7 separate regions of the Mus musculus genome follow, and regions 2, 3, 4, 5, 6 and 7 are each linked to region 1. A link is a contact called in public Hi-C and HiChIP or PLAC-seq data. All regions are on one chromosome and are shown on one strand. Each heading gives the region's core, a stretch centred on a gene start, on an enhancer-like site or on the middle of the called end of the contact. The rest is flanking DNA. Distances are from core to core; before and after follow the strand shown.

Region 1 (3,485 bases), core at 908-3,407:
ATGAAGAAAAACCACTGCAACAAGAACCCACAGCATGGACACTTAAGATAGAGGTGGTGTGTGTGTGTGTGTCTGTGTCTCTGTGTGTATCTGTGTGTGTATCTCTGTGTGTGTCTGTCTTTCTGTGTATGTCTGTGTGTAAGTTTGTGTGTGTCTCTCTGTATTTGTGTGTGACTGTGTGTCTCTGTGTGTTTGTGTGTGTGTTTGTGTGTATGTGTCTGAGTGTGTCTCTGTGTGTACGTCTCTGTGTGTGTTTGGATATCTGTGTGCATGTCTGTGTGTGTCTGTATGTGGCTCTGTGTGTATGTGTGTGTCTTATGTGTTGTGTGTATTATATATGTATGTCTATGTGTATGGTGTGTCTGTGTGTCTGTATGTGTGGTGTGTCTGTATGTCTGTATGTGTGGTGTGCCTATGTGTGTCTGTGTGTGTGTCCACGTGTCTCTAGGTGTGTATGTGTGTGCGAGTGTGTATGTGTATGGTGTCTGTGTGTGTAATGTACCTCTGTGTGTGTGTGGTGTCTATGTGTGTAATGTGTGTGTGTGGTGTGTGTGTTTAACAATAATGAAAGTCAATGCTGAAGGAGGTAAAATACCTGTATAATTCAATGCACTGAGGGGTCAAGTACAAAAGTAAACATGACAGCGTCTTTCTGAGAGATGGGTACTGATCCTTCTACTAAGAGCACCCGACTTTCCAAGTTGCAATACAACACTGACATCTACAAATATGTTGGGCAATGTTCATAGCCTTCCTGAGCTCACCCATGGGCTAACAGATCAATAACACCTGCTAGACAAAGACACCCCCATGCCTGGGCCAATGGCTACTTCATGAGTCTCTCAGTGAGCGAAGGCTCAGTTGCTATCCACACAGTTACCTGATACATGATCTAAAACAACCAGGGGGTCCCTGGTATCTGCTCAGGAATGCTTAGGGGCCAGATAGCTATGGAACCTATGGTCTTGGGTTACCAGGGTGGCAGGCAAAGGTGTCTATTGAATAGATGCCATTGGGTGACCTAAAACATTTGAGCATTGCTTGCCATCCCCATGACCCCAGATACCACACCACTACACACACACCACACACACACATACACATATCTTCACATACACACTGACAGACATGCACACATACACACATACATATATACACTACACCTTCACACACACACACACACACTGAAACACACATGAACACACACTAAAATACACATGCACACACACACACACACAGAAACATACCATATAACTAAGATAGAAAGGGGTCATCGTTGGTGCCGGCAGTGGAAGGATCTATGAGGAGGGAAGGAGCCCCATGTAGAGGGGGTGGCAGAGGGTCTGGAGTTTAGGAACTCACTTCTCTGCCCATCCTGGAGCTCAGCCAGTGGCACATGGCTGCCTTCAAAACGCTCTACTCCCCACGATGTGTGATGTGTGGCATCTTGAGTTTGAGTCTGTCCCATCTTAATCACAGCCACCTATACAGGGATCTTAGAACTCGGTGGGCCTGGGAGAACCCTCCCTGAAGCCCAGTGACAGACTGTGACAGTGGATTCTGAAGTCTCCTGTTCCCCTTCCAAAGACAGTCTAAGCCATGTTGGCAATGTGAGGGTTAATGGCCACAAAGACAAGTCTTTACTAAGCCACACCCACATTAGGTCACACCCCTACACTAAGCCACACCCACATTAAGCCACACCCCTATTCTCATTGCTGCCTCACCTGGATTCCTACTTCAATAGAAATGATCATCCTCTGGGAGGGCTTAAAAATCTTTGTTCCTAGGGCCAGCAGGATGGCTCACATGCATGTGCCATGTCACATGAACCCCTACATATATACACCCCCCCCCACACACACACACAGGTCAAATAAGTAACTTACTTTCTAAGAAAATCTAACAGCACTGTAGGAGAGGAAAACAGCCAGCCAGTGGGTCACACAACAACAACAACAACCATGAACTGCAGGGCTGAGTGCCTGAGACCCAGCGTCCTCAGCCTTTTACCAGGCTTGGAGATGAATTCCTCCTGCCCCACAGCTCTGCCAGCAGCCTAATTAATTAAAGCAATCAGTTTGGGGTTCCCCGCGGCTGGCACGGGAGCTTTGAGCTTCTCCTTGGTGCCTGGCTCATGCCTCTATTATTACCTTTTAAACGCAGCTCCAACCACTCACTGTACAGAGTCCTCTGTACAGGGAACCTCAAAGGCATCGACCCAAGTCTGTGCCGAACAGGAGCCGCAAAGGCATCTTCGTCAATCTTTCTTTAAATCTTCACTTCCTGCCACAAGGACAGGTCAATTGACGACCAACTAGACAAGTGGAAAAGCAATGTAAGGTTCTGAAAGAGGGTTTAAATAAAATATCCCTTGTCATCAAGCCTGTTAAGAAGATAGATGTCTCAAGGCAGGTGCGCAGAGGGTACAGGACCCGGCACAACCGCTCAGAGCCAAGAGCCAGGATGGAGAGGATGCTCAAAAGGCATGCAGCTGTGCTGATGTATCTGTTACTTTATTCTGTGTTTTACAAGAGAAAGATTGAGTCTCTCAAGGTGACAGACGAGCTCCCAGAATGCCCCTCTCTTGGAGTTTCTCTGTGACTGGCTCCCAGCAGCAGCGAGAGCCTCGGCTGGTGAGCTTCACCACAGCGCCCTCTTGTGGCCATAGTCCGGGTGGCGCTGCTCCTGATCCCTTCCTGAGAGTTCACTCCTGGCTCTAATTACAACTTATTTACAACCCTTCTCACTCCTGGTTTTAATCACAACTTAGTTACAATCCTTCACCCGGGTTACAAGGGGAGTCCAGTCCGTGCAGAGCACGGTAGCTCGGGTAGAGTTGTGTTTTCTTCCCTTTTTTTTTTCTTTGTAGTTTCCTACCATCCTTCTTCCTGCCTCTTCTTCTAAGATCTGGCTGAGAAGCCAGCAGCCAGGTCAGACTTCCCATCCTCTAAGATGGCATCTCCCTCCAGTGGCCCACATCTTGAGAAGATCCTGTATATAACTTCGGGACAAAGGGACCACTGGCCCAGAGCTGCCCCTCACCCGTAGAGGTTCTGTGCACTGTTTGTAAAAGAGAGACTGGATCACAAGGGGAGGTGCCTGAGGAACGCAGAGCTGTGAGGAGGAAGCAGAAATTCAGTGTGTGTGGCCTGCAGGGCTAGGCAGGCATGCCAAGCTGTGTACTGCTATGCCAACACAAGTATATATTAGGTGAAAAGATAACTTTCTCTTGAAAGATTCATCATCCTTAGTAGTATTACTCTTTTAAGACATCCCAGTGCTCACTGGACTAAAGATTCTTGGTCTGGGCAGTGGTGGTGTACACCTTTGATCCCAGCACTCAGGAGGCAGGGAATCTCTGTGAGTTTGAGTCCAGCCTGACCTACGTAACAAGCTCTAGGACAGTCAAGACTACGGAGAAAGACCCTGCCTCAAAAGGAAGTTATAACCGGACAAAGACTTGATCGACCCCCTTCTGTGTG
Region 2 (3,421 bases), core at 424-2,923, 490 kb before region 1:
TTTGAACTGCCAAGCTTGGTAGTTTCCCATTAGAGTCTGTTGGTGTATCTGCGGGCAGCTGTGGTGACATCTGGCTTTCTGCTGCTGAGCTTGACACCTTCCCTTTCCAGGAGGGGATTCGCAACTTTGGCCCCACAGCTTGTATCTGTGACCTCCTGTACTGTTCTCTCTTTTCATGTACAACCAGCATGTTGGGGTTTGTCTGCTGTAAACGCAGTCTCAGTGTATTTGTTAAGCCATACAGCAGCCTCCCCTTTGTAACCTTTGGTGGGGGGCTGCCACCGATCTTTGGATGTTTTCCTTTAGGGTTCTTTTTAGACTGGGGATTCACCAACTTTTCATTTTCTCGCACAGAAAGCTTGTTGCTCTTTGATTCCGACGGGGATGTGGACTTGGTGGAAGGGTCTGGCCCCTTGTCTTCACCTCTGTACAACCAGGCTAAATGGGGATGCACCTGGGTGGGGCTTGCCACGGGCTGGTTGCACAGCAAGGACAGCTCAATCAATAAAGCATTCAATAGTGGCAGCTGTCTTATAGCATTGACTGGACTTTGTTCAATCTGAGGAGGACACGGAGCTTCGTTCGCTTCTCCTGGACCCTGAGTCTGAGGAAGATTTGGAAGCACAGGAGGGCTCTCCTGCACTGCAGCTCTTGTATGTTTCACTGGCCTTAAGGGAGGACTTACGAGTTTTGTTTCGGGAAAAATGTCATCTAGATCCTCAGGTTCATTTCTCTGAGGCTCAATAGTGATTTCAACCCTGGCTGAAGGAGTCTTTTCCTGAGTCAGGTGAGTGTAATACAGTGGAGGAGGGCAAAATGTGTTGGTTTCAAAGTCCAGTTCTGTGACATCCTGACTGACAGAACTGACAGTTTTCCCACTGGGAGCGGGTGAACAAGGGGCAGAAGCCATGTCCCCAGAGCTAGCCTTACTGTGTAAGACCGCTTCTTCCCAGGACTTCTGGACAACTGAGGCGTCTGAGTCCCCTGCAGACCAGCTGTTGGTATCCTTGGCACATGGCTCTGAGCCCTCCAGAAGGCGTGCATTTGAGACACACTGTAGACATCTGGCAGAGATGCCTTTGGTGCATGGCTTCGAGGTCTCCTCGGTTCTTGGCTCTGACACCTCCAGGGCTTCGGAGTCCAGGATACAAGCAGGGCTCAGAGGGCCTCGCAGCTGCGGAACCCCCGGGGAAAAGCGTCCCAGTTCGGTCAGGCGATAGAAGAGCGCCAGCTCCCCAACACGCTCGGCCTCTGGCCCGCGCAGGGCGAATACACCTCGCTGGCCCAGGGAGGGGACCAGCAGGATGTCGCAAGCTCCCACCAGGCCGGGCGCAGAAGTCGGGCCCACGGGCAGTTGCAGCAGGGCTGCGCGCAGACGCGGGCGCCGCAGGGCGGCAGGGTGCAGGCGCAGTAGGCAGGCCTTGCCGCGCCCGAAGCTGATGGCGCCGCGCTGGGGCTCCGGGCCAGGAGCGGCCGGCGGGAAGACGAGCAGCGGCGGGAAGTCCAGCAGGCGAAACGCCACAGCCGGGCTCGCGGCGCACGGCGACAGCCCGGTCTCCAGCCGCACCCAGTCCACGAGCAGCTCCAGCGAGAAGAGCCGCCCGGCCGCCGTGGTCGCCATTGCTGTTGCCCCGGGCGACGCCGCCAGCTCGCTCCGCCAACCGGAAGCGGGAGCGAGGGTCACGTGACCGGCCGCGCCCTCGCGAGACTTGACTTCCGGCCCCGAGTGCTCTTGGGAGTTCTTTTGCCTATGGGGTTTTGTCGGAGCAGCTGCGTGATGCTGAGGGAGTAGACGCGCTCAAGCAGCACTCTCTCTAAATTTTATATAAATGAATATAATTTCTATTTTATATTTCATCACCGCAGGTCCTACGTCTTTAGGGATCACGTACCGGAAGTAAATGGGCCGCCCTGCCCATTTAGGCCTCAGAGCCTGCTGACCACTGCTCAAGTCAACCTTTTTTGTGGTTGCTGTGCATCTGTCAGAGGCTGTAGCTTCTGTCACCGGCTCCTTCCTCTCTTTGTCCTCTCACACAATGACCACTAGTAGGCCATCCTGCCCTCACCGGACTTGTGGCTTCTTGAAGCCTCAGGAGGTTTGACCTCAGCTTCCATCGTGACCACCTTGCATCGCCCAGGTGTAGGGGAACTCTCAGTGTATTGGGACAGTGCACCCTAACACCCACCAGAGCCCTCACCTCCCACCCTGACATCTGACCACCCTGGTGTGTCTTCAAAAAGACTCTGTTATGTTAGTTGATGCAGAATTCCCTACGGATGGGAACCCACTAGCTTCGGGTCTTTACTATATAATATGAGGGGCCGGGGGAGAGGGATCATGTACTATCCTAAGGTATTGAAAATGATGGGTCAGGGCTGGAGGTGCAGCTCAGTGGAAGAGTGCTTGTTCACTGCATACAATCTCCAGTACCACCGCCATGAGAGCGGAAGAAGTGATTGGTTCAGTTAGTAGGCAAATGGCATTGGTACATATGTCTGGGAGGAGCGGTGAGTGAAAGTAGTGTCTGCCACTGGAGATCTGTAGTGCACAAGCTACGCACAGAGGAATTTAGCACCAGCCCATTTTACGATTTTACATCTCAGATCCAAGTTCAGAAGCTCCACAACTTCCAGGGTGTCTCGAAGATTCCCAACCCTGGTCTCTCATATAAGACGCAGATCAGGAGTCTCCCTTCCTATTTATTTGATCTAAGTCAGAGCTCACAAAGACACGTTGTGTTGGTCTCATGTTGTGGGTGATTCTGAGGCAGACACAACCCTTGTGCTTCTCTCTCTCTCTCTCTCTCTCTCTCTCTCACACACACACACACACACACACACACACACACACACACACACACGTCACTGTCTCACTGTCAGGATGGTAGCACAGTCACAAGGATAGAGTAGAAAAACACATATGCAGTCATATAGTCCTGGCTCCCTCAGTTACACCATCAAGGGAAGGAGGGAAGCAGGTGACCAACTATCAGCTGTGATGCTCCACCCTCCACAGGCACCAAAATATGCTGGGTTCTTACCAGCTTCTTGTTGGTCTTAGTCCTCTTGGTAACCTCATCAGTTAGGTTGCATAGCAACAAGTGTTCAAGCTGCAATAGATGTTAGATCTTCCTGTCTTTAGTTAAGTGTGGAAAACTAGCAGCATCCATGTCAAAAACATGGCTCAGGGAACAAAGACCATCAAACACTCAACAGCAGAGAGGCAAATTCAGGGCCTCTCTGGAGGTTTATTCTGTAGAATTCACTACAGCAGTAAACAGTTTATTCTGTAGGAAAATCAGCCTGATGTTTGTTTGTCTTTGAGACAGCAGGGTCTCCTTTGCCACCCAGGTTTGATCTTGTGATCCACCCATCACAGCCTCCAGTGCTAGGATCACAGGCATCAGCCCCCAAACCTAGC
Region 3 (3,204 bases), core at 473-2,972, 440 kb before region 1:
GCATGTGTGGCTGTTTGTATATGTGTCTGTGTTTATGTGTGTGTCTGTGTATGTGTGTGTGTGTTTATGTGTGTCTGGTCAGAATTTGCAACCAACTCTTCTCTTTTTTTTGCTTCCCTTCCACTTGAGTGACCAGTAACCCAACCACTAACACTATTCTCTAGGATTATATTCATTTTGAAAGCTACCTCAAATCTATTGGAGATCAAGAATTAAGTGTGCTAGTAACAGATAATGAATACAATGAAAGTGAATCGGAAGGCAGCCTGCGGTACTATCCTGCCTGTCGGGCATGCTTCCAAACTGGAGGAGAACTTGGTAGCACTTCTAAAGACTACTGAAGTCCAGAGGACCCTTTAAGGCTCTGGACGACTGATGGGGATGCTGGGAGAGCAGGAAGTACGGCCACATGCAGGAGGCCGGAAGCCTAAGAATGAGGAGCTGTCAGGCCCGGGAAGGAGACGGATGATGGTGAAGGCTGACAGGAGGACGAGACAGCAGAAGGTCAAGAAGTGGTTTCTCAGAAGGGCCAGTGTTGTGGGAAGTGCTGAGCATTCAAAGCATCCTTGCTTCATTATTTCTAGAGCAGGAGAGAAAATGGTGGGGTCAGAGTGAGCGGCAGAATGTGTAGGTTCACAGAGGTCACTCACGAGGTAGCAGTCATCACCCACAAGGTCTATGGCATTATCTCCTGTGGGAAGAGAAAATGGGGCTTCTGCCTGGAAAGCCAGAGTCATAGTACTGTAGTTCAAAGCACCTCCAACAAGCCTGTCTGGTCTGGACTGAACCTGTGGCCAGATGGACAATCACAGACACGCTAACCCTGGAGGGCATATGTCAGTTGTCTGACACAAGACAGATCCTCCCATAAAGGAGAAGCAGGAAGTCAGTGCTGGTCTCCTAGGCAGTCTCTGTCACAGATCACTGGCTGCCTGCTGGATTGTGATGTGCGCTCCATTGGCTCAGTGCTGTGTGTGCTCTGACGCTGCAAGCACGAGGGGCACAGGGCTTTCAGTGTCCCCTTCTCCTGCTACCTGCCTCTTCTGGGCACAGACCTGGATCCTGGCTTTAGCCTTCTGACCCTACTTCTTCTATTTCTGTCTCCTGTTTTAGATAGACTGTGTGGTAGTCCACGTGACAAGTGACAGTTGCCAGGGCTGAAGGGACCATCTCTAGGGACATGTTTTTATTCAAAGTCCCTTACCTGTGACAGATACAGTCCTGGTAACTTAGCTGTGGCCAGGTTAGACTTGTGTATACCCTGAGGAGCTGTTTATTTCTGTTTTGTTTGTGTTTTGTTTTGTGAGAAACATCCTTTGGATTGCCAGGTACTCATAACCCAGAGACCATGACCTGTGCTCCTTCCTGACTTGCCATTCCTACTGGCCCTCAGCAGCCAGCACCCCAACCTCCAAGGCTAGGCCTTCAGCCTCACAGAGGCCACAGCGAGCAAGCAGCAGCAATGCCGGGGAAAGGTGAGACTTTGCCAGTTCTATGGCTGAAATCTAAGTGGGAACCTTATGAAGGGGAAGACAGGAAGCCCCTGCCACTCCGGTGAGTCTCTGGGTGGCTCTGTGAGTCCAGGAAGTGAAGAGGGCTCCCTGTACACAGCTGCTTATGCAATGCATTGGATTATGAGCTCAGCAGGGGCCAGAAGGGGCGCATTTGCAAAAGGAGACATCAGCTCCTCCTGCAGACCCAGGAGGAGGTAATGCTGAATCATGCGCTGTGACTCAGGAGCAGCCATTAGCTGGCCCGGGAGTGGACAGAAAATGAGTACAATTGTGTACTCCTTCCAGAGAGCTTACAAATGAGGGCTGGCAGCCCGGCTGACAGATCTAGGTCTGTTACTGAACACCGGAGACGACCTGCCTAATCACGATTTGGGAGGTTTCAACAGAGCAAGAGAAATGTTTCCACCCAACAAACCCTCGGACGCCACAGCAGGACAGAGCAAAACTCCATTAAGGGGAGGCAGCTCAATCAGTAAAATGCTTGTCCGCAACCATGGGAACCCGAGTTTGGATCCCCAGCATTGCAGAAAAGGTCAGGTACAGTGTTGTTGGGAACCTGTGATCCTGCCTACCAGGGAGACAGTAAAGAGAGTCTCCTTAGGCTGGCAAACCAAGCAGCCTAGCTGAATCAGGGCACTCCAGGTTCACTGAGAGATGCTGCCTCAAAAATAAGTAAACAAACAAACAAACACGGTGGAGTATGAATAGGGGAGACGGGCCCTGGACCTCTTGCTTCGCCACGCGCATGCGCAAGTCCTGCCTCTGACTCAGCCTCTCTTTCTGCTCCCACACTAACGCAAGGACAAGGACGACAAAGTCATTTATTGGCTCTGGTTTCATTTGTTCTGTAAACAGAGCAGTTTCCTAAGGCGACTGGTTTAATAGATGTTAACTCTTTCGTTGACCATCCCAGATCTCAGAGGCACAGGGGATCTTGGCTGAGCACGGAGAGAACGCTGTGTGTGTGTGTGTGTGTGTGTGTGTGTGTGTGTTGGGAGGCGGGGTGGGAAGGAGTTAGGAAAGGGAGAGACCACCACCAATAAACCAGCCGAATAAGTCAGAGGACCACCTGCGCTTTCAAAAGTGTGGGATGCCACTGTGACCTACACACATCCTTCCTCTTTCTGTGGTGGATTGATGTGAGAGGGACCACCTCACTGTGGGCAGTGCCATGCCTGGGCTGGGTTCTGGATGCGCTAAGAAAGCAGGCTGAGCATGCCTCAGGGAGCAAGCTAGTAAGCAGCACCCTTCCATGACTTCTGCCTCAGCTCCTGTCCCCAGGCTCCTGCTTTGAGTTCCTGCCCTGACTTCCCTCAACTACAAGCTATCAGATCAAATAAGCCCTTTCCTCCCTAAGTTGCTTTTGATTGTGGGGTTTACAATAGCCATAGAACCCCTAAGACAGGAAGTACTGAGAAACTATGTAAAGAGAGGAACCAGGACCTCTAAATGTCGATGCACGTTATCCATGACTTCTGAACGGGATTTGCAGGAAAGCAATGGGTGAGAATCTGTGACAGGTTCAGATGTAAAATAAACCTCACAGACTTGTACATCTGAATACTTGCTCCCCAGTTAATGGTCTTGCTTGGAAAGGCTGAGCAGTCTTTAGGACACAGGCCTAGCTGAGGGGGGAAGTAGTGAGGGAATGGCTAGATGCATACAGCTCGCCCAGGTTCAAGGGTTTATG
Region 4 (3,006 bases), core at 280-2,779, 420 kb before region 1:
CAGAGGAAGGCACCCTACATCAACCCCTGATCTCCACGTGCCCACACACACAAACACTCACAATACAACATTTAAAATAAAAATGAATCGAGCTATGAGCCAGGCTCCTTTTCTGTGTCTTGAGTTGTATGTCTCACTTTCAGGGGCTTAATTTAGTTACTTCCAACATCAGAGTCGGATGAGCCGCCGTTGTCCTGGAGTGCTCGGTCAGTTCTGTGACTGAGGCTGTGACACCTGGGGCAGCAGAAACTAGCTGCGATTTCCATCAGGGTAGAGTTGCCTTGCCCTTTCTACAGCTTGAAAATCAAAACAATACTTGCCTCGCCAGGATGTTATCCGAAGTCTATAAGGGCTGTTCAACAAGATGACAACTAGCGCTTGTTTTAAAACCCTGTAATGGTCTCAATGAAGGATCATTCTCTAAGGAAAAAGTTATTGGAATTGAATTGGAACGTGCCTAGCTCTGGAACTGTGACTGAACTGATAGTCTCCACCTGTGCGTCCACCAACAGTCCCCGCTGGCTGGCTACTCACCGGAGAAGTTTTAGTTAGTTCTAGGAGACCCAGTGTGACAACATGACATTCAGTAGGAAAGCAAACCTGTTCAGAAGCAGCAAGTCTGAGCGGTCAGTCTGCCTGCCTTCTTTTCTCCCTCCCTGCCTTCACAACTTCCTTTTTCTCCTCAACTCTATTCCTGTATTTCCTCTGTCAGCCCCCCACTCCACCCGCCACGGGCTCCTAGATGAAGTACAGACAAACACCCAGACATTTCCTTCAAGATCTGGGTCAAAGTGACCATGCTTTAGATGCCTTATAACCCCCCTCTCCTTAGCCTGTCTTAGGAAATGAATTGATCTTATCATGTGGCAAGGGAGCTGGTGTTGGAGTCCCCTCTGCGCCTCTCCCTTTCAAGGTCCCACCAAGCAATGATAACTAGAAACAGCAAGCGAGCAATGCCACCTGGATCTTGTCTGGGCCTCACCCTGGGTATGGATTGGCTGCTGCTAAAGCCGTAAGTTATGGCCACAGTTGTCTTCAGAGACCTTTCTGTAACTTCCCTGCTCAGACCACCAAGTATGTATTAGAAACTCTAGCGGATCCCTTCATGGTCACCAGACGATACCAAGGAAATTGGGGGCCCCTCATGGGGTTCTGTGGTAAGGTTGAATGGCTGTGATCTTGTCGGCTACTGTCCAAACCATACTTTGTAGTACTTATGTCTCAGGAGAGGGCTGGCAGGCTCTGTGGATTTTAATCAGTTGGGCGTGTGGTTAATATTGATTGTCTTGACAGGATTTAGGGTCACCATGGAAACAAATCTCCATGCATGTCTGTGAGGGATTATCTAGATTAGGCAGCTGAGGTGGGATGACCTATCCTAAAATACAGTTGTACCATCCGTGGGTCAGCATCCAAAACGGAATAAAACAAGAAAGCGACCTGAGCTCTCAGCTCTCTCTGCTTTCTGACTATGGACATCATGTGACACTATTTGGGGGAAGTTGTGGACCTTTAGGAAGCAGAGCCTGGCTGGAGGAAGTGTGTCACTGGGGCCAGGCTGTGAGAGTTTGTAACTTCAGCTCACTCTCTCTGCTCTGTGTGTGTGGTTAACAGCACGATCGCCTGGCTTCTTGACGTAGCTTCCTGTCGCCATCTAATCCCCCAACCCAATATCATGGGCTCTCCCGCTGGAACCCTAAGCCAACATGAGCTCTTCCTTACCTGGGTCATAATATTTTGTCACAGGGATAAGATGCAAGTGATATGGCTCACAGGCATCGGGGAGCGGCCAGTAGTAGAAAGTAAAGACGTGGATGAAAATAATAGAAAAAGAGAGAGATGGACATGAGAGTGGAAAGGGAAAGTTTCCGAGTGACAGCAAATAGAACCCAGATGATAAGCCCAGCAGGCAGCGAAACTCCTGATTGGATGAGTGCTGGTAAGCCCTTTGGGCAGCGCAGCTCCTGATTGGATATGTGCTGGTAAGCCCCTTGGGCAGCGCAGCTCCTGATTGGATATGTGCTGGTAAGCCCCTTGGGCAGCGCAGCTCCCGACTGGGTGTGTGCTGGCGTACACCAGTGTGCTAGTCATTTATAAATGGTGCCAGGTTTCCTGGAAGTCAGTCCGTCACTCAGGTGAGAGTCATTTAAAAAGACAGAAGCTAAACATCGATGCCACATGGCTCCTGGAGGGACGGCTGTCTAGAGTGGGGTGTCCAAGTGCTTCTTGGACGTATCCATGGAGGACCAGTTGTGGACACTTGTTTATACAGCAATGCTGGTGCTGTGTCAGCACTCAGTCAAGAGAGAAATGGAGAACATATATCCAAATGGAGAGAAGAGAGCTGGTGTGACTGAAGAGCCATCCTGGGGAATGTGCTGTACTTTTGTGGAGAGAGACTTTCAGATGGGAACTAAAGCACTTCTTGCGTTGGATGTTCTTTCCATGGGCCTGAGGGGGAGGATGAACATGGGTGGGAATGTGTGCCTTGTAAGGAAAGGCACCCTTGCCCTACACAGCCCTTTGGGAGCCCTTCAGCTGCCCACTGGGACACCCGCTCTGGCATTTTGATAAATCTTTACATGTGCAAATTAACTTCTTTCCAACTAATTACTTCTTTACTTCAAAGAACAACTCAGAAACTTGAGACAATCTCTTCAAAGACTTAACATAGAAATAGATTTTTCTTTCAGTAGCCTTGTCTCCTGCAACTCAGAGCTGAACACACAAACTCCGGGCTTCTCCAGGAGCCGGGTTTGTTTGAACTAGAACTCCAGTGGGAATCATTCAGTTGATTCTTCCTCCTCCGTGGTGCAGCTCATTGTTTCCTTTCCATACAGTCTGAACTACCTTGTTCACTGTTTATCGTTTATGTACTTATTATAGCTTAGTTATCTAATATGATGGTTTGGTTGTCAATTTGACAAAATCTACAGCAGCTGTTCTCAACCTTCCTAATGCTGCAGTCCTTTAGTACAGTTCCTCCAGATGTGACATACCGCCCCC
Region 5 (3,381 bases), core at 115-2,614, 360 kb before region 1:
AGTATCATAGGTCCTGAATCCCAGAGCACTGGAAGCTCCCTCTTCTATCGCTCTGTGTGTGTGTGTGTGTGTGTGTGTGTGTGACTGTGCGTGTGAGACTGTGCACGTATGTGCAGGGGTGGAGGTGGGGGGTAGGGTGGTGATTTTGCCTTCAGGAGATCCTCCTACCTGAAACAAGCCAAGTGAATGTTTTTAGAGTGTTAGTCTCTGAGCTTACCATCTCCAACCCTCCCACCCTGCGCCTGTGCTGTGATTGCTTTGGGGTCACCCCCTGTTCCATATGTCATCCATAAACTCACTAGCGCCCCAGGGTGGACCTTGGTGTACTTGTACTTTGATTGACACTGGAGTCCTATAAAGAGGGTGTGGGTGTGGACGCACGCCTTTAATCCCAGCACTCGGGAGGCAGAGGCAGGCGGATTTCTGAGTTCGAGGCCAGCCTGGTCTACAAAGTGAGTTCCAGGACAGCCAGGGCTATACAGAGAAACCGTGCCTTGAAAAAACAATAAATAAATAAATAAATAAATAAATAAATAAAATTTAAAAAAAATTAGGCTTGGTACAGGACGTGGTAATGCACACCTTTAATCCTCTAACTTGAGAGGTGGAAGCATGTGTATCTGAATTTGAGGCTAGCCTGGTCTGCATAGAACATTGCAGCTGACCAGGGCTACATTTTGAGATCCTGTCTCAAAACAGAACCCCACAAAACCAGGCATATTACTTTCCTACTCTCTTAGGGAAGGTAACTATAAAAGTTGATCCTATAATTGTTTTCAAATTCTGCTTAATATAGCACAAGAATGCAAAGAGACGACTGTTGCTGATTACCTTACGGTAACTGTCCGTGCTGTCCATGTGACTGTGTTACTTCTCCTTCCCAGGGCACAGGTTTGTGCCCAGCGTCTGGAGAGCTCTGCATATGTGCGAGCAGACCCAGCAGTTTTTTGTTTTTCTGCTCACTGAGGTACTGCCCTGCAGTTTAGCATCTGATAAGTCTGAAGCGGGCTCCAGGGGAAGGGTTTCTTATCTAGCATAGGAAGATAAGTGCTTGGCTGGTGGCTCGTTGAATGTTCTTGGGCATGCACCTTTGCAGAACAGGGCAGGATTGCCCAGCAGTGGGCCTCCAGCTTGTGATGTCTGGCAGAAATCCTGGTAGTGGAAGACCCAGGCCCTGCTGCTGGCAGAACTGTATTTGGCACAGCTCTGGCCAGTGCTGTGGGGAGACAGGGTACAAGGATGGTCTCCAGGTTCTGGGGAACTCTGCCCTGTGTGCAGAACCAACCAGGCAGCTTCCCCTGATGAGCACATGGAGTTGTACGCCACAGGCTGTGGGTTTCCTCAGATACTTGGGACGGTATACAGAACATAGTGCAACTTCCCCAGATGCTAAAAATGTTCCGCTCGCAGTTCTTACAGGTGGGGCTTGTCAGCACCGTGCAGCCTCGGGTCTCCTGCCTGGGTGGTGAGCCTGATAGGGCATAGGGATGCAGGTAAGGGAGGTGCAGGGCATAGGGGTGCAGGTACGGGAGGTGCTAGTGGATCATGCTCCGTGGTTGGTCCGACTGAGCCCATAACAGCACAGGCTCGGAGACAGGGTGGGAGTGGGGGTGCAGCTACAGAATCTGCTGTGAGACTGTAGCCATTCTAGTGGAACAGTCAGCTTGCTAACAAGTTGTCAGCTGTAATGTGTGACACCGCTCCTCTCCCCCCCCCCCAGCCACTGCTGTTAATTTACACAGTGTATAATCTGAGTCTGAAACCCCCTTCTGCTGCACCCCAGGGCTTAAAGCACATTCCTAATGTCCTGTTTCTGAGCAGAATCAATTTTTTTTTTTTTTTTGTTAAGGGAAGAAATGTGATCAGAGCTGGTGGATTTTGGGTCATCAAGGAAATTGCACAATAAAGCAAGTACAGAGTTAAATTTAAACAGACAGGCTTCGCTTTATGGCGTTGGAAGGTCTTTTCTTGGGGGTGGCTAGTCTCTAGCCAGACAGTAGCCTGGTTCTGTAGACGGTCTTAGGAGTGCTCAGGATAATTCTAGGTCAGACAGACTTGCAGTGGAGTTGTCCTGTGGCCTGGGCCAGCTCTGCCTGGTTTACTTGTCCCTTCACAGGTTAAACTCCTAGCTCCCCGAGATGATGGTTTTAGGAGGTGGCTCCTTAGACAAAGGTGGGGCATGAGGGGTGAGTCCTGGGCATGGGATTAGTAACCTATGAAGGAGATCTCTTCTACCTCAGGCCTTGGAAACAGCATGTATCTTTCATGACCCAGAAAGTGGGTACCCCCACCCTCTGCCTCTGGCTTTGTCCTTAGACTTCCAGCCTCCAGCACGGGCTATCTCATGCTACTGTTACAGCAACTGGGCTGTCTCATGTTGTTGTTACAGCAACTGGACTAGACTGAGATTTCATATCACACTTATGTGTTTATTATGCAGCACGCATGCCTTAAAGGACTCCAGGGGTCTCCAAGATGGCTGCAAGCTGTGCTTTAAAGGAGTGCCACACACAGCGACAGTGTGAGCCATCTGTTGTGGACACCCTGTGGTCAAGGTTTCATGGAGGGCACAGAGGTTGCCCATGCTTTCAGAGGTCAAGGCATAGTGTTAGCTAGCATTCTGTGTGACTTTGTTCAAGGCTCCATTTTCCCTGTACAGTCCACACTAGCCTCTCCTGCTGGACCATGCAAAGCAGTGTCCAGCTTGCCATGACTTCCACATCGTCTTGTCACCTCTTCAGGCTGAAATCAGTTCTCTCTTGTCATCACCAAGACTGGTGGCCCCTGACCCATGCCCCTCTGCTACTTCTCCCTTACTTCTCGCCTTCCTGCCCCCAGGTTGCTTCTCCTGTGGCCTCTATCCTGGTACTTGCCCTTCCTACCCCATTTCTACTTGGCCATCTCTGATTTCCTGTGAGGGTTCTGGATATGGCCGTCCTGTACCCTCAGCCTTGCATGCTCTTGTCACACCTCTTCTCTGTTTGCACCCATCGGATCAGCCATGCTGGCTAGAGCTCTGCTTGCCAGCTCAGTTGCTGGTCAGCACACTGTGGGAATGAATGAGTGGCCATTCTAGAAGCAGTTCAGTAACCAGCTTTCCCATGAGCAGAATTTGGTGTAAGCTTAGGTATACCAGTTGTGTGTGTGTGTGTACTGCTGTCACCTTTAACTTTAGTTGCCTTCCTAGGCTTAATATTTATTAGGTCACCACACAAAGCTGTTGGGTTTAGGGTACTTGGTAAGGTTAGTCTCTTTCCCTGACCTAACTCTGATAGGAACTTTAGATAGAGATTGGTTGGCAGAGCCATGCTCCTTGTCTCTCATTGGCTTTTGACTGAGGAAGCTGGAGCCCCACCTCCCCCCTTGGTTCTGATGACAGCC
Region 6 (3,189 bases), core at 421-2,920, 280 kb before region 1:
CTCAGAGTACTCAGAACTTACCAGCATGATTAGTGTTTGCTCTACATTTCAGTTGAGGGGGAAAGACGATTGCTTTAAATTCGCTCAAGTTTCTGTCACTTTTTAATTAATTTATTCTTCTCTCATATATTACATCGCAGCTGCAGTTTTCCCTCCCAGGCCCCTCCCCGCTGCTCTTCCCCAACAAATTCCTGTCATATCAAAGGGGACATTTTTATGAGGACAGTGCATTGGCTGTATCTACCTTCTGGACTCAGGACACAAAGGTCTCCTTTCTCCTCCCTCATAGGGGCACACGCCTGGTCGCATCTGTGCCATGCCCAAGCTGCATGCAGCTGCCACACACTTGAAGCATGGCTGAATTTTTCACTTTAATTAAATCAGCTTAATTAACCACAGGTGGCTCTAATGGCCGCCCCTTTGGGGAGCTCATCCCTAAATGGGGATCTTTTAGAAAACAAACCACTCCGCTCTGTGTCATCTTGGTCTCGGTGGTTAAGATGCCAGAGTTTGTAAAGTCTGTTAGATTGAACTTACTTAGCACTGGCTCCCAGCCTGGTGGGTTTGTTTTTGTGATGCTGTGGATAGAACCAGAGGCCTTGTGCACACTAGGCGTGGACTCCACCCTTGAGCTCCAGCCCTAGCCCCCTGGTCTTTCAGTGGCCATGTTTCCTACATTTGCCAATAGGTTTATAAAATAAAGGTTTAAAAAGAGCTGAAATCCTTCTTGGTGTTAAAGGTCCGACTCCTGTAAAGCCCTCACAAGGAGTTTCTCATAACCTCACATTTCCAGACTCTGCCCATTAGACCCTACCGCCTTGTCCCAGGACCCCATGAGCCAAACTTAAGATAAAGAAGCCACAATGGAAGATAAAAAACTATTTCATAAAACAAAAGTCAAATTGAGTAAGAGCTAAGCTTCCTCTCGGCCTTCCTAGAATAGAAGCTGACGTGGCCTGTAAGTGAACGTCTTTGACAGCAACTTTTAAGGGCATCTGTGGTGGGAATACAGATGTGTGCCTCCTCTGTCAGCAAGGGTCAGGTCTTCAGTTTCTCCTGGAGACAAGACAACTGCAGAGATGAGTGAAAACGTTTCCAGACCTGATATAGGTTTGGTCTGCTGTTGCTCTGTAAGAAACTCTAGAAGCTTTTAAGAACGTTAGATAATAAAAATAGTAACATTCTCATTATGCCTGGTATTTTGAGCACATGATTTCAAAGAATAGAATTTCCTAAGGAATATTGAATTGTTTTTCAGCTAAAACAAATAAACAAAACTACAGAGTGGATGTTTTTGCTGCTGTCTTTTCCTCAAGAGCATGTTTTTCCTCCAAAGAGGCTTTCTTATCTGCCTGGATCTGCCTATAATTAATTCTTTGTTTTAAGTGCAATTGAAAATAGCCAGGATATTTATTCAGAGACTTCGCCTTTGTTGATGCCCTTCCCAGAGCACACAGTCTTCTCCTTACATTGCTCAGCTGCCCTCTCTCTGTTCTCACCTCTGGGGAAGGAACCAACCCAGCACACATCAAGCAGGACTCTCCATTGAGCTTTTTTAAAGTTAGTGTTTTCATTCTTCCTGATTCACTTTCACTTCTGATGGGGATGGGCCCTGAGAATGGTATGTGCTGTAGTCAGAAGTCCTCTGCCTGCAGCCCTGTCACACCAGCTCTTAGCTATGCAGGAAGTGCTGCTCTGGGTGTCCCAGCCATGCCCCAGTACAGTCAGGCCCTGTAGTACTCTGTTATGTTAGAAAGAGGGAGTTCATGTATGTGTCTCACACATGCTCCTGTGTGCATGTTGCTAGAGGCCTCAGGAATGCTAGGCAAGTACCAAGCTGCTTTCCCAGCTTACGTATGCATGCACATGCACACCAATAAATAATAAACCTTTTAAATAAAACTGAAAACTCTCTTTAAGGGCAGCTTACATTGGTTTCATGGTCCTATAGTTAAGGATACAGGATTTGCCTGAGGCTCTGACATCACATTTGATTTGTGGTGTGGAAAATTACCTCCATCTTCTTTCATAAATTGGCTCTTAGAGCCTGTCAGGAAGGAAAGGAGTTAAATGAGCAGTTATGTGCATGTGCACACATCTGTGTGATTTTTTACTATGTAGTGGGCCTCTGTGCAAGTTCTATGAGGGTGACAGACACGGCAAAACTAGCTAATTATAAGGAATCTTACCTCAGTGCTGTGCCTCTCTGAATGAGAAAGTGCCTCATTCATTCATAGATAGATAGATAGGTTGATTGATAGATAGATAGATTAGCTCAGTAATACTCTTACAGGATATCAGTGAGAAATAATTTGAGAACCCATCTGCTTCCTCCTGCAGCCTGAGGGGCCTTCAGGTTAATGGGCACTTCTGGCTGTCCTCAGGTCAGTGATGCCTGCCTGGTTCCACCCTTCACTACAGAGTTGACTGAAGTCTTGTGTGGAGCTGGTGTGTTTGTGTGAATCAAAAGCCACGCCTGCTCTGAAGTCATTTCTGAGCCTCAAGGACAGTCCAGCTGCCTGCCTCCACCCTGCTCCCAGTTGAAAGAAACCAGGGCCACTTTTGGTTTCTTGATGGAGTTGGTGGGGGAAGCTCATTAAGGAATCTCCTGCTGGGCCAGGACCCTTGAGTAAATTCTAGCCCATCTCGGGAGCGACCCGGAGCACCGGGGATGACTCTTCAAATGGAAATGAGCTGAGGAATGGGCTCATTCTGGCTACTGGGCCGGAAGTGCTGCCACTCCCTGGGCTGCCTGATTAAGGTCTTTCTGACTGAGATTACTAAGTAGGTGCAGGGCTTGCCAGGAAGTATGCAGACCTGAGTTTAGATCCCTAGGCCCACAGGAGAGCAGCCCTGGGAGGTTGGAAGCCCAGCGTTCCTCTGGCAAGACGGGAGGCAGAGCTAGGAAGCCCCAGAAGTTCAGGGCCTGCCAGTCTGCTGTGCATCAGCGACCCCCGTTTCAAGGTGGACCGTGAGAATAGACACCCAGGGTTGTCCTGTGACTTTCATATGGGCACCGTGGCCCACATGCATCCACCCACCCACATTTACACACACAAAGTTGTTGGGTTTTGGTTTTGTTCTATTTAAAGATCTTTTTCTGTTTTTCAAAGATCAGGCCCCACCCCTAACCCTCGCATTCAGTCAGTGACATTTTAGGGGAAAGGCATCCTTCAAAGGCCGCTGTCT
Region 7 (3,183 bases), core at 458-2,957, 300 kb before region 1:
GTAGGGGCCCTCACCCTCCCTGACATTCCTTTTACAGGATGTCAGTAGTCCAAACGTCCAGCTGTGACAGTCTTTTGTAAGCAGGCACCCCTGGTCCTATGAAGACAGCAGCAGTTTGGCTCAGAGAATAGTCCCGCACGACACACTGGGACCCAAATAACGCAGCACTCGAGGGGCAGCTTTGGAGGAGGAAGGACTTGTTCTGACATGGTTGCAGAGAGTCCAGGCCATAGCCAAGTGTCCCTGTGTTCTTGGGGTAGACATGGGATCATGTCGTGCAGAGAATTTTTTCATTTTACAGTGCATAGGGAGGGCTAGACAGACGGTCAGGGATTGGGTATCAGTTGTGGTGACACAACTTCAGTGACCTGCTCTTCCGGCAAAGTTCTACCTTGTAAAGTTTCTAGGGCCCTCCATAGTAGCACCACCAGCTACAGACCCGTTGTTTAGCATGAGCCTGTGGGAGACGTTGAAATCATCCCAGGCTTCAGGCACTGCCGTGGGCCTTTCTGCTTTAGAGCAGCTTCCTCGGTACCCGTCACCTGGACAGCTCTCACCAAGGGCATGCTTCCTCCCCTCTGACATCGAGCTTTATTTAAACTTTACCCCCTTACTAAGTGTCCTGTGGTTACATCCATCCTGTGTTGTCCTCTGTGTCGCTCCTTGCACTGTGTAGCTGGATAACTCTGTGGGTTCCCCACCATTCTCTGCTCTTGCCTCGTTAATTCATAGGCTGGATATGCCCAAGTCCCTGCTGAAAGAATTCTGAGTTGACCAGATGTGTGTGGCTCACATGAGCAGGTACAGAGTTAGGCTTCCTTCTGCCGTTGTTCGGGACATCTTTCATATAGTATAGAATAAATTATTTCCACTTTTCTCTGTCTGACCATCTGTGTGCGACACAGGCTTTGTCACCAGAATGCTCCTTTCCCTGTTCCCAGCTCTCCTGTTTGAGTTCAGTCCTTGTCACAGGAAAGCCCAGAACCTCTGACTGACACCCCCATGTCGTGCCCTCCCTTACGTAGGAACTCTGGAAAGGAAGAAGACAGCTAGTTGCTTTTGGCTTTCGAAAATGACCTCAGCAAAACATGCTTCCTCCCCAAGACTTGTTATAGCTAGAAGCTGGCACATGAAATCAAGTCTGTAAGTGGCTTAGCATCCAGGCTGAGTGCTGGAGAGTTGGGCCTTCAGGAGGAAAGGTTCTCAGGTCCTAGTGTGCAAAAGCTTAACAGCTCCCACTCAAGTGCGTCCATCTCACCTCCAGAGTGTGTATGAGAGGAGCCAAGTTTACTGCCCCTGACTGATGGCACCACTGGACTTGTTAATGGCCTTGGAGTCTGTTGCAGGAAGTGATTTCTAATCTGGCTTTTCTGTCACTTGTGTAGACCTCTCTCCAGTGACCTCTGCCCTCTCTGATTGATGATGGAGACACTGGAGAGCTTTGGAAGCAATGCTCTCAGACTATTTAGGTTGGTAAAGAAATAAGTTAATCAGCTCCCAGAAATAGCTTGTGTGTACACACCCTGGAGTGTATGGTAAGGAGATGTAGCCGTGCTGGCTGGCAGTGCAAGACTCTTGGATTCATTTCTGACTGGGGGCTAGGCCGAGGACCTAGGAAGTAGCTGGAAATCTGAGTTCTAGACTGTCCTGTGAAGCCCACAGAATAAGGAAATGCACCAAAGGCCCTGGTTTCTCACTGGGAGGAAGCCTGGGAAGCCCAGCTGAGGGGGAGTGGCCTCAGAGGAAAGCTGCCAGGCTTCAGTGTAGAGGAGACTCCTGCTTCCTCAGGGCTACTTGAGATATAATTAAGAGCAGGAGTCATTAGGGACCAGACATTGGTGGCTAGAGTCCTGAGGATTCAAGTGTAGAGACAAGCTTAACCCCAGAGCCTCAGGGGTGTGTTTCAGAGAGGATGAGGCCAACAGCTGTGAGCCCTTGCTCTCCCTCCCTCCATGCTCTCCCTCCCTCCATGCTCTCCCTCCCTCCATGCTCTCCCTCCCTCCATGCTCTCCCTCCCTCCATGCTCTCCCTCCCTCCATGCTCTCCCTCCCTCCATGCTCTCCCTCCCTCCATGCTCTCCCTCCCTCCATGCTCTCTCTCCCTCCATGCTCTCCCTCCATGCTTTCCTCCATGCTCTCCCTCTGCCCACTTAGCTTCTTCCCTGCTGCGATGTTGAAATACTCTGACAAATGCAACCTTAGGGAGAAAGAGTCTATTTTAACTCACAGATAAGTAGGATCTATCATGAATGGGAAATCTGGACAGCAGGAGCTTGAAGCAGTCAGGAAACAGAGAGGAATGAGTGAGAGCCAGTATCCAGTATGTCCACTCCATTTTACCCAGCCCAGGAGTGGTCCCACTCACAATTAAGATGGCTCTTCCTATGTCAGTTACTGTAATGAAGACTGTCCCCACAGGTGTGCCCACAGGTCAGTCTTTCAGCTTGTCAGGTTGACAGTGCTTGCTTCAAGCTCCCCTCCCCTCGCTCCTTCCCTGCCTCACTTTTTCTTCCGTCTTTCAGTTTCCCCTTTCCTTTCTCCTTCCCCATCTCCTTCCTATATAAAATGGCATCTGACAGGACACATTTGACTTTCTTCAGCGGTGGAGGCAACTTGGAAGAAGCAGGGGGCAAGAGAGTGGCATGAGGCTCCCTCGTGGTGGCAGTGGCACTGCCCAAACTAAGCTGCTCCAGGGGAGCCTCATATTATCTGGGTTCACGTCTTCATCATCTCCCACAAGCCCCCACCCAGCTCCCTTCTCTCCAGTGCTTGCCTTCCTCTGCAGCACTGAGAATGAAGGATGCTGCAGTCAGAGAGTTTCACACTGGGTTGGAGCTGGAGGTGTTTGTGCAACGCTTGCCTCCCATGCGCAAGATCCTAAGTTCAGCAGCCAGTCTAATAAACAGAAATCCTGCACTATCCACCCCACCTCAACACCACGTTCCTATTTAGTGTCTGGGAACTCAGGAACTACCCCTTTGCCAAGGCTGAAGTGCCCGTCTGTGGAAGTCCGTGCTTAATAACCCAGGGCTGTGAAAGGGCCAGATGGAGAACATTAGTGATTCCTAGCCCACCCAATGCTGTCTTCAAGATGAGCTAAGGATTCAGGGACACCCTGCAAAGGACTTAGAGTAGTGCCTGTCTCACCACATGGGTGTTGTGCATTTCGTGTGTGTGTGTGTGT

The links. Hi-C and Micro-C count contacts between places; a contact is called where the count stands out from the background. HiChIP or PLAC-seq counts read pairs in DNA pulled down with a chosen protein or histone mark.
Region 2: a Hi-C map of bone marrow-derived macrophages shows a contact between it and region 1, with 22 read pairs. The contact joins the promoter of Map10 here to the enhancer-like site in region 1. A contact is called at or near these places in 12 of 39 promoter capture datasets (the C10 cell line, the HPC-7 cell line, cranial neural crest and 6 more), 3 of 15 datasets of contacts at CTCF or cohesin (the NIH/3T3 cell line, large pre-B cells and stem cell-derived epiblast-like cells), 3 of 484 Hi-C or Micro-C datasets (bone marrow-derived macrophages, cardiomyocytes and embryonic stem cells), 12 of 115 datasets of contacts at active chromatin or transcription factors (bone marrow-derived macrophages, cardiomyocytes, craniofacial prominence and 5 more) and 2 of 9 other capture datasets (embryonic stem cells and macrophages).
Region 3: an H3K27ac HiChIP or PLAC-seq map of microglia shows a contact between it and region 1, with 6 times the contacts expected there. The contact joins two enhancer-like sites. A contact is called at or near these places in 2 of 15 datasets of contacts at CTCF or cohesin (both in the NIH/3T3 cell line), 2 of 484 Hi-C or Micro-C datasets (the N1E-115 cell line and cardiomyocytes), 3 of 115 datasets of contacts at active chromatin or transcription factors (the NIH/3T3 cell line, embryonic basal ganglia and microglia) and 1 of 9 other capture datasets (embryonic stem cells).
Region 4: an H3K27ac HiChIP or PLAC-seq map of microglia shows a contact between it and region 1, with 6 times the contacts expected there. The contact joins two enhancer-like sites. A contact is called at or near these places in 2 of 15 datasets of contacts at CTCF or cohesin (the NIH/3T3 cell line and large pre-B cells), 2 of 484 Hi-C or Micro-C datasets (the N1E-115 cell line and cardiomyocytes), 4 of 115 datasets of contacts at active chromatin or transcription factors (bone marrow-derived macrophages, embryonic basal ganglia, embryonic stem cells and 1 more) and 1 of 9 other capture datasets (embryonic stem cells).
Region 5: a contact with region 1 is called in a Hi-C map of bone marrow-derived macrophages, with 31 read pairs. The contact joins two enhancer-like sites. A contact is called at or near these places in 1 of 39 promoter capture datasets (hippocampal neurons), 1 of 15 datasets of contacts at CTCF or cohesin (large pre-B cells), 17 of 484 Hi-C or Micro-C datasets (the C10 cell line, the G1E-ER4 cell line, LSK cells and 12 more), 18 of 115 datasets of contacts at active chromatin or transcription factors (bone marrow-derived macrophages, cardiomyocytes, craniofacial prominence and 11 more) and 1 of 9 other capture datasets (embryonic stem cells).
Region 6: a Hi-C map of bone marrow-derived macrophages shows a contact between it and region 1, with 38 read pairs. The contact joins two enhancer-like sites. A contact is called at or near these places in 5 of 15 datasets of contacts at CTCF or cohesin (the NIH/3T3 cell line, embryonic stem cells, large pre-B cells and 1 more), 24 of 484 Hi-C or Micro-C datasets (the C2C12 cell line, the N1E-115 cell line, bone marrow-derived macrophages and 13 more), 10 of 115 datasets of contacts at active chromatin or transcription factors (cardiomyocytes, double positive thymocytes, embryonic basal ganglia and 3 more) and 1 of 9 other capture datasets (embryonic stem cells).
Region 7: a Hi-C map of bone marrow-derived macrophages shows a contact between it and region 1, with 31 read pairs. The contact joins two enhancer-like sites. A contact is called at or near these places in 12 of 39 promoter capture datasets (the 3T3-L1 cell line, the C10 cell line, cranial neural crest and 8 more), 5 of 15 datasets of contacts at CTCF or cohesin (the NIH/3T3 cell line, embryonic stem cells, large pre-B cells and 1 more), 5 of 484 Hi-C or Micro-C datasets (the N1E-115 cell line, bone marrow-derived macrophages, cardiomyocytes and 2 more), 2 of 115 datasets of contacts at active chromatin or transcription factors (the NIH/3T3 cell line and embryonic basal ganglia) and 3 of 9 other capture datasets (adipose tissue, embryonic stem cells and macrophages).

What each region holds. Positions count from the first base shown.
Region 1 is chr8:125,183,268-125,186,752 of GRCm38.p6, reverse strand. The region is part of intron 9 of Disc1 (disrupted in schizophrenia 1); the gene reads right to left. Among named protein-coding and RNA genes, the nearest start is that of Disc1, 130 kb to the right of the region's middle. Within about 2 kb of position 2,157, at least 30 of the 459 cell types and tissues checked have an H3K27ac peak or open chromatin away from gene starts, as enhancers often do. A contact at or near this core is called in the N1E-115 cell line, adipose tissue, bone marrow-derived macrophages and 2 more, where this site is marked.
Region 2 is chr8:125,668,070-125,671,490 of GRCm38.p6, reverse strand. It overlaps Map10 (microtubule-associated protein 10), which reads right to left and starts at 1,673. Exons shown (of 1, transcript NM_028908.3): 1 at 1-1,673. The coding sequence starts at 1,621.
Region 3 is chr8:125,618,214-125,621,417 of GRCm38.p6, reverse strand. No RefSeq gene overlaps it. Among named protein-coding and RNA genes, the nearest start is that of 4930567H12Rik, 35 kb to the right of the region's middle. Within about 2 kb of position 1,722, at least 149 of the 459 cell types and tissues checked have an H3K27ac peak or open chromatin away from gene starts, as enhancers often do. A contact at or near this core is called in the N1E-115 cell line and microglia, where this site is marked.
Region 4 is chr8:125,598,759-125,601,764 of GRCm38.p6, reverse strand. The region is part of intron 2 of 4930567H12Rik (RIKEN cDNA 4930567H12 gene); the gene reads right to left. Among named protein-coding and RNA genes, the nearest start is that of 4930567H12Rik, 16 kb to the right of the region's middle. Within about 2 kb of position 1,529, at least 33 of the 459 cell types and tissues checked have an H3K27ac peak or open chromatin away from gene starts, as enhancers often do. A contact at or near this core is called in bone marrow-derived macrophages and microglia, where this site is marked.
Region 5 is chr8:125,541,349-125,544,729 of GRCm38.p6, reverse strand. The region is part of intron 1 of Sipa1l2 (signal-induced proliferation-associated 1 like 2); the gene reads left to right. Among named protein-coding and RNA genes, the nearest start is that of Gm51602, 13 kb to the left of the region's middle. Within about 2 kb of position 1,364, at least 32 of the 459 cell types and tissues checked have an H3K27ac peak or open chromatin away from gene starts, as enhancers often do. A contact at or near this core is called in bone marrow-derived macrophages, cerebral cortex and microglia, where this site is marked.
Region 6 is chr8:125,460,177-125,463,365 of GRCm38.p6, reverse strand. All of the region lies in intron 10 of Sipa1l2 (signal-induced proliferation-associated 1 like 2), which reads left to right. Among named protein-coding and RNA genes, the nearest start is that of 4930566D17Rik, 61 kb to the left of the region's middle. Within about 2 kb of position 1,670, at least 97 of the 459 cell types and tissues checked have an H3K27ac peak or open chromatin away from gene starts, as enhancers often do. A contact at or near this core is called in the N1E-115 cell line and bone marrow-derived macrophages, where this site is marked.
Region 7 is chr8:125,487,530-125,490,712 of GRCm38.p6, reverse strand. All of the region lies in intron 3 of Sipa1l2 (signal-induced proliferation-associated 1 like 2), which reads left to right. Among named protein-coding and RNA genes, the nearest start is that of 4930566D17Rik, 33 kb to the left of the region's middle. Within about 2 kb of position 1,707, at least 10 of the 459 cell types and tissues checked have an H3K27ac peak or open chromatin away from gene starts, as enhancers often do. A contact at or near this core is called in the N1E-115 cell line, adipose tissue and bone marrow-derived macrophages, where this site is marked.